Linked DNA regions of Mus musculus: region 1 is linked to region 2. Evidence: chromatin contacts called from public HiChIP or PLAC-seq data. All regions are on one chromosome and are shown on one strand. The core of a region is the stretch at or near the end of the contact, and the rest is flanking DNA. Distances in the headings are between cores, read along the strand shown.

Evidence for each region. HiChIP or PLAC-seq counts read pairs in DNA pulled down with a chosen protein or histone mark.
Region 1: an HNF4G HiChIP or PLAC-seq map of pancreatic cancer cells shows a contact between it and region 2. The contact joins the enhancer-like site here to the promoter of Atp13a3 in region 2. A contact is called at or near these places in 2 of 39 promoter capture datasets (hippocampal neurons and pre-B cells), 4 of 484 Hi-C or Micro-C datasets (CD4 T cells, LSK cells, cerebellum and 1 more) and 4 of 115 datasets of contacts at active chromatin or transcription factors (acute myeloid leukemia, large pre-B cells, memory CD8 T cells and 1 more).

Annotation. Positions count from the first base shown.
Region 1 is chr16:30,970,374-30,974,312 of GRCm38.p6, reverse strand. The region is part of intron 3 of Xxylt1 (xyloside xylosyltransferase 1); the gene reads left to right. Gm15742 (a long non-coding RNA gene) reads left to right here. Exons shown (of 2, transcript XR_384807.2): 1 at 1-906. Among named protein-coding and RNA genes, the nearest start is that of Gm15742, 4.1 kb to the left of the region's middle. Within about 2 kb of position 2,187, at least 129 of the 459 cell types and tissues checked have an H3K27ac peak or open chromatin away from gene starts, as enhancers often do. A contact at or near this core is called in LSK cells, acute myeloid leukemia, memory CD8 T cells and 3 more, where this site is marked.
Region 2 is chr16:30,387,256-30,390,963 of GRCm38.p6, reverse strand. Atp13a3 (ATPase type 13A3) reads left to right here and starts at 2,434. Exons shown (of 34, transcript NM_001128096.1): 1 at 2,434-2,616; 2 at 3,312-3,357.

The DNA.
Region 1 (3,939 bases), core at 938-3,437, 580 kb before region 2:
AAGAGTATAGATTAGATATTCTACATGCATATGCGTTCACACGCATGTGCGCACATAATAAAAATGAACACATAAAATTAATTTGTTTATCTTTGTTAACCATTTATGTATATATAAATCATCACACTGTAAACATTAAACACATACAATTTAAAAATCAATTCTTTGCTAACTGTTGAAAAAATAAGGCATGCAGGACATACTTTCTGATGTGTTCCAATTTCATATATTTATCTTAGTACAGGGCCAGCTGTTCTCATTTCTGTTCAGGAAACATGATAATCAGAGATTCATTTCTAACCACCATACTTTACTCAGATTACACTAAATCTATAGTATACAAAGTGTCTCTGGGACTAATTAATGTTTTTAAATGTTTACCTAAAGCACATAGAAATTGTATACATTTCTCAAAAAGAGAAAAGAAAAATGACCCAAGGGCCAGGCAGGCTTTGCAGCAGGGGATGTTTTGCTCGGTTCCCTGAGGTGCTCATCAGTCTGTGTTTTCCCATGTGATCTAGGAGGTTAATGAAGGCACTGTGGGGCCCATTGTTATTTCTGCACTGTGAATTGATTAGCCAGAGGATGTACAGTGTGGCAGTGTGTGGCCAGGCCTGTGTGTCTCTGGCAGTGGCCCAACAGACTTTGAAGATAGCATGCTGCTTCCTAGTCACGACCTCTCGGCCATGTGCTGTGTTGTGGGTGCTCCTGGTGCTGTGCCAGCTCCTTACCGATGCTGGCAGGAGTCCTGGCTGTGTGGACACAGTAGAGACCTTTCTCGGAAAGTCAAGTTCAGCCCTTGCTGTTTGCTGGTGAAAGTGCATCTGTCTGGACTACTTCACTTCAGTAAGCGTGGGCTGGGCCCCTGCCTTGTGCCAGGCACGGGGCCAGGCAGTGGGGATTCAGGTATGTAAAGACACCATTTCTATCCCCAACGGTATGACAACTCAGTGGGTCAGAGTGGCTTATGGGGCCCTTGCAGACTTCACTAAGGAATTGGCCTCTGGGCTGTGGTTTGATTAGAAGGTAGCTGTGTGGATGGTGAGGAAAGAGGGCACAGCAGCTAAGGCCCTGGTGAGAATGGCATATGCAGAATCAGCAGGAATGTCAGTGTGGATGGAGCAGAGGAACCTGGGGTGGACAGGGCATGGCCAGATGGCCCGGCTTCTCATGGCCTGGGATCGGGTCTTCAGAAAGTGGGGAGCGTGGCGTCACTGCTGTCAGGACAGATGAACAGCAGACACCTGCCTCTTGGCTAGATCACACTGTCTAACAGTGTGCTACAACTACGTCCATTCCCATAGGTCACACCGCTGGAGACAAGACCCGGTGCTGGGTGTGTAGACAGGAGGTCCAGGGTAAATATCATCCTTGTGGCCATCAGAAGGCCACCGATGAGGGCGGGACAGTGTGCCCATTCACTGCCAGAGCAGTGACTTGGTGGGAACAACAGCGGAGGTCAGGAGAGTCTTTCACAGGTACCATCTAAGGCCCTCCTAAAATTTCCATCCCTGTGCCTTACACTCTTGTTTTCCTCTATTTTTTATGCCCAGCAAGAAATAAATCTCAAATATTTACCAGAGGTACACTTAAAAGCAGCTTTTTCTAAAAGCAGCGTTTACACTGAGGAAGATTTCAAGTGCAGCTGTGGCACTGGGTTGTGCATCATCTGGCTGTGGCTTGGCTTAGTGGCCTGGGAAAGAGGATGGCGATTGACTCTTGCCAGCAGTGTGTCTCACCAAGGCAGAACCACCGCACCTGGGCTGACAGTGTGGACCCCAGTTGGACGGCTTTGTGGTGGCAGTCTCTGTGATGACACACCTTGTGTCTCTGGGACGAGCTGCCTGAGTGATGATGGGCACAGGGAGCATGCCCAGGTGTGAGCCCACGCACCTGCCGCAGAGAGCATGCGCAGATATGAGTCCACGCACCTGCCACAGAGAGCATGCGCAGATATGAGCCCACGCACCTGCCGCAGGCCCGCATTGTGCATGGGGAGTTGTGCAGGATGATTGGTTCCTCTTCGGTTTGTTATTTCCGTCTCCTGAGAAGGGTGAAAAGAGGAAAAAAAACCAACTATTTTCACAGAAAGTGTGTTTGAGAACTTGTCTCTACCCCACATGCTCTTGCCTGCCTCAGAACATTCCATGCTAATTACACAAGCTGCTGCTGCCGCCACAGCTTCCTGTTGGTGTCCACGGCTCTGGAAACCACGGAAACTGGTGACATCTATGCCTGCAGCAGGCTGCAGTACACATGAAGGGGGCTGACTTTGGGTGAGGGCAGTGTGCCCGCTGCACGCCAGGCTCAGGCCTGCTGGAGGAACACAGCTCACAGTGGCTTGTAGAGGAACCGTGTGGCACTAGGACATAGGAAGAGAGACAGCTGCTCCATCCACTGATTCTGTGCTGGAAACAGACCACGGACTGAGAGATCTCAGCCACGGACAGTGGCAGGAGGGTCTCTAGAGAGCTGGTCCCGTGTCTGTATCTAACGACTTGGTTTCCTCTTTGAGACAGGGTCTGACTACTTATCCTTGTTCTCCTGTAACTCTAGACCAGGCTGGCCTCAAACTCACAGAGATCCACCTGCCTCTACCACCCTAGTGGTGAGATTAAAGTCACACCTGCCTTCTTCTGCCACAGTTTTAAATTGCTAAAATATATGCAACATAAAAGTTGCCGTTTGGAACATCTTTAAGTCCATAACATTAATTCTGCCCAAATGTCCCACCATCACCATCCTATTTCCAAAACAGTTGTATTACCCAAGCAGAAATGTCATCCTCTGAACGGTTGCCCTGCATCTTTCCTCCTCAGCCCATGGCAAGCTCTCATCTACTTATGTCTTATACATCTGCCTGGTTTAGATGGTCCATGTCTCCTCTGTCACTCTGTGGCCATTAGAAGCCCCGGACACATACTGTTCCCAGCTCCCATCAGGGCTCAGAGTAGGGCTGTGGCCTGGCCTGAGAGGCAGTGAAGCAGAAAGGAGAGGTCTCACCGTTACTAGCTGGGCATTTTGACGGTCATCCTTACATCCTGAAAGCCTTAGTTTCCTCATCTAGAAAATGGGTTTAATAATGTGTACCTCCCAAGCATGCATAGACAGCTCAAGTATGTAAATGTGTAGAGGAGTGCTTAGGGACAGGTTTTGTCATAATTATCTGTATTATCGTAACCTGTACCTCCAAGTCCCATAATGACTAAAAGAAATCACTTATAAATTGTTCATGAAGTAGCTGGCAGGTAATAATTATTGAAGTAAATGCCAGCTACCCATATACATACATGCCATGTGCATTACAGAAAAACCAACACAGTGGTTAAGAGCATTGGCTGTTCTTACAGAGAGCACAGTTTTAATTCCCAGCGCCCACATGGTGTCCTACAGCCATCTTGAACTCCACTTCCAGGGGATCCAGTCCCCCTTTCCGGCTTCCACTGGCACCAGGCAAAGCAGCCTGCACATAGGTAACAATAACTTTGTAAAGCAACAGCCAGCAAGGGGCTTAGACAGGCTGTCCCCAACTGAGAGTCAACGCTCGTCCAGCAGCAGATTGCCCCACCCCAAGTAGGGCCCACTGTTTCCTATTTTCTTTCCAAGCAGCAGAGAAATGAGGAGTCCCAGGCAGTGGAGACTAGCTGACTGTAGAAGCTCATCTTAGAGCCAAGGCAAAGTCAAAACCAGAAGCTTCGAACGTGAGGAAGGTGTCGGGGTTCACTGCCCAGCCTCAGCGCTTTCACCCTTTTGAAGTTGGGAGACGGCTCCTTTTGGGATCAGTCTTTCGAACCTCCAGCAAACTATGGCCCCATCCCATCAGAGTTGAGAGAAGTGAGTGGCTTCCTGTTGTGTGGGGCCCTACGGTTTCCATCAGAGTCCCATTTTAAACACACAGAAGGAAAAGTATCCTGATTGGAAACCTGACCACACTTGTCC
Region 2 (3,708 bases), core at 1,185-3,684:
GCATTGACCTTAGGACTTTAAGTAGTTGTGCATTTTAGACAGGACTTTGGAGGCAGTGTGGAGGATGTGTTCATCCAAAGAAGGCCGTTGGAGGCTGCCAAAGAGGCATAGCTTAGAAAGAATGGGTGCCAGAGGAATGGAGGTAGGAATTTGACGTGAAACAGATAGGGCTTGGTGACTCATCATGGGTGACTCATCTATTCCTAATTTCCTAATTCAAATGGTTATGTGATGGCAGTGCTCATAGTTCTGGGAGGGGCAGTTTTAAAGGCAGAGGGTTTTGGACAACTGTTGGTGTTTCTTGGTGAGCTCTCCATAGAGATGCATGACAAGCCGTTGGATATTTGAGTCTCTGTTTGGTAAAAGGCATCTGGCTGATGTGGGAGTTCAAAGCCAAGGGTGGAGCTGATCCTCCCAGAGTTGAGTGCAGCCGAGTGGGCACAGCTGTGGGGCTTAGGTGCTGCCCTGCATTTCAGGTGCTGCTTCACAACTGGTGCCACGGAGGAAGGCAGAGAGGTCTTAGTTACAGAGACTTGACAACTGGGAGAGCAAAATCCTTTGCAAGCTGAGGCAGTAGAGTAATTTCAGAAGGTGAGAACACCCACAGTGTCAAATGTGGCAGAGAGATGCTGAGAGGTAGTACCGAGGACAGTTCTGCAATGGTGGATGACAAGGTCAAGGGTTACTGTCAGTTGAGCTCTCTCTCTCTCTCTCTCTCTCTCTCTCTCTCTGTGTGTGTGTGTGTGTGTGTGTGGTTAGTTTGCCACGAGTTGAGGAATGAGGAAGTACAGGCAGGCCAGGGGGAGACCCACTGTTTAAGAGGTGTGCATAAGAGGGTCAGAAACACTTGATGGCTAATTGAAGAGGGCACTCTAAGTGGATGGTTGGCTTGACAGTTTTATTTATAGGACCAGGAGAGGCTTGTGCTTGTTAAAATCTGCGAGGTAAATAACCAACTGCTAAGGAAGCTGTCAGGAGTGTGTGCAGGGTTTTTTCAGTTCTACCCAGACTTCCTCAATCCTAGACTACTTACGTACTCCAACACAAGTGAGCTAGGGAACACACGGAGGGCTGAAACCCAATGGGGAGCAGGAGCTGGGAAGCCACAGCTGTGGCTCATCGTCATTTACTGTGATGTCCACATTACCTGGTAAAAAGAATTTCGTGGTTGCCATCCAGCCCTTCACCACTGCGGTTGGAAAGCAGGATCAGCATCCTTACTGTTCCCATTGAAGTGTATTAGGGCCACGTATCTGGGGCACATTACCGACCCAAATGAGGTGCTACTCTCTGCTGCGGACCAAGAGGCAGGATGCTCCATGCCTCTGGTGGACGGTGCCCAAGTATGGGAACAGGAGCTGAACACAGCTGTTCCCTCCTCTAAGACAGTCAAGCAGCTAAAAGTTATGTTTGTAGGAAGGTAGGAGAACAAAGATGGCCAGGCGTCTGGGATGCAGGTGAGGTAGACTCAGAGTGGAAAGATGGCGGAGCTGGAGGCAGCAGGTGGCAGGCTCAGCTTCCCGCGCTCGACAGGGAGCGGAAGGCAGTGAAAACCAAAACCGCGATTTGAACATCCGGGCGAGGCAGTGCCCCAAGATAAATCTCCTGTGGAGGGAAGTATTTAATTTGCTTCCAGCTCTGTCGGAAGAAACTCCTCTCTGAGACCCGGCTGTCTTCCGTATGGAAGCTCTCTTACCTACCTGACTGTTCTCTGTCCCACGCCCGTGGGCTGGGCCAGGAGTTCCATTGGAATTAAAGTGTTCTTTTTGGTATAGGTGGGGATAAAGGAGGGAAAGAATCTGGGTCCAGAGCTAGGACTTTGCTCTCCACCTTGCCAGCACAGGCGTCCTTTATGATTGCCACCCTAGACAAGCCTGCACTTACCACTGGGCCTCAGTGTCTTTGTTTAGAAAATGGGGGTTTGGACTACGATCTCCTCGCATGGGAAGCGACACCTAAGTTGATCGCCTCCCGCAAAATGAGTCCTGAGCAGCATCCCGCTAGCAGTTCTCGCTTAGGCGGGCTGGGGGCCCCGTAGGCGAGGAGGTGGGCGGGACCGGAGGGTCGCCCCGCCCCCTGACGGCCCCTCCGCGCTGGGCGCTGGGATGAGGCAATCACGTGACCTCACATCCGGCGCGGGAGTCCTGAGCTCGCGGGGCGCTCCCCGTGTGCCCGCCGGCCCTCCCCGCAGCGTGACCGGGCGCCGTGGCCGCGGGGAGGGGGTCCGCTTCGTCGCCGACGGCGGGAGACCGCTTCGCAGCACAGACCGTCCTCCTCCCCTGCCGGTCTTCCGCGCCGCGCTCCCTTGTTCTCGCCCTGCCCGGCTGCACGCCGCCGCCGCCGCCGCCCCGGGCGCCGACAGCGGAGCGCGGACGCCCCTGAGCCCGGTGCGGCCCGGGCCCCGCCGCGGCGCCTCTGTTCCCACAGCCGGAGCCGCGACGCGTGGCGGCGGACCCTCGAGCCCGAGCGACCCGCGGCCGCCGGCGCCGGCCGTGGGTGATGGGGCTGGGCTGAGGAGAGGCGGCGGCGGTGGCGAAAGCGGCCCCCCGGCCCCCTGCGGCCTTTTGGCTGCCCGGGCCGGGAGGCCGCGGAGAAGGCGGCACGGCGGCGCGGCTGGTGAGTGACTGGGCGAGCGGGGTGTGGGGCGGGAGGCGAAGGTGATGGGGAGGTTGGAGGAGGCGAACGGCGTCGCCCGGGTGGCGGGTACCAGGTGGGTCTGTGGCTGCTTCCTCGACTCGAATCGGACATCACCTCTCTGGGAAGGGGTATGTGTGTGACAGGGAGAGGGGTGCGGAGACCCGGCACTGTCTGGGAGCACGTGTACGTGTGGAGGTCTGGAGTGCACCCTCTGCGTGCCGGCCGGCCCCGCTAGGCCAGCCGCTCTAGAAAGTCCAGAAGGTGATGTGCCCGGAGCAAGAATGTGGGAAGGGCCCCAGATGGGTCCGTGCCGGTGCTGACTGTCCGAAGCCTAGTTCGGCCCCAGCCACCGACGAGTAAATCACCCTACTATCAGCACACTCTACACCGATAACCGAAGTCCAGAAAGGAAAGCGGACTTGAGGTGTCAACACTCCAGATTAAAGGGAGAGACGCAGGGCCGTGAGGACTAGAAAAGCCCAGACCCTTTTTTCGCTACGTACTCTCTGGCCTCGCCTTCACACAGACTGTGGGCCTGATTGATCGCTTTTCTGGTGGGGTGTGGAGTTGGGAGTGGAGGAAGGAGTAGCATTTGTCGACTGACAGTAACTGTTTGGGGCTTCCCAGTTTGGAAGGCTTTTGTGACAGGTGTTCATTGTTTATTTCCCCCTTAGGTCTGACAGAAGCACCCTAGGATCTTGGTGTCTGGATACATAAGAGGTATGAATCACTTACATAATTAGCTCCCAGTCATTAATGTTTTAGAGCTATATTTAGTGGCTTGTATTAGTGCAAAATGAATGGTTCTGGAGTCATAAACCCAGAAATTTATGTGATTCTGAACTGAATGGAACACGTTTGAGTATGTTAATGGTGATTTTTTTTTTTTTTGATCTGTGAAGCAGGACTGCAGGATTGTTTAAATCCAAGACATGTGGGGCCTTTTCGTGACGAATACAATTATAGAGGGTTTGAGGCTAATGTGAAAGTTTATTTGTTTTTACTTACATGTGTGCTTGAGTATGTATGTGAAAGGCGTGGATGCCCTCGGAGGCCAGGCCCTTTGAAACA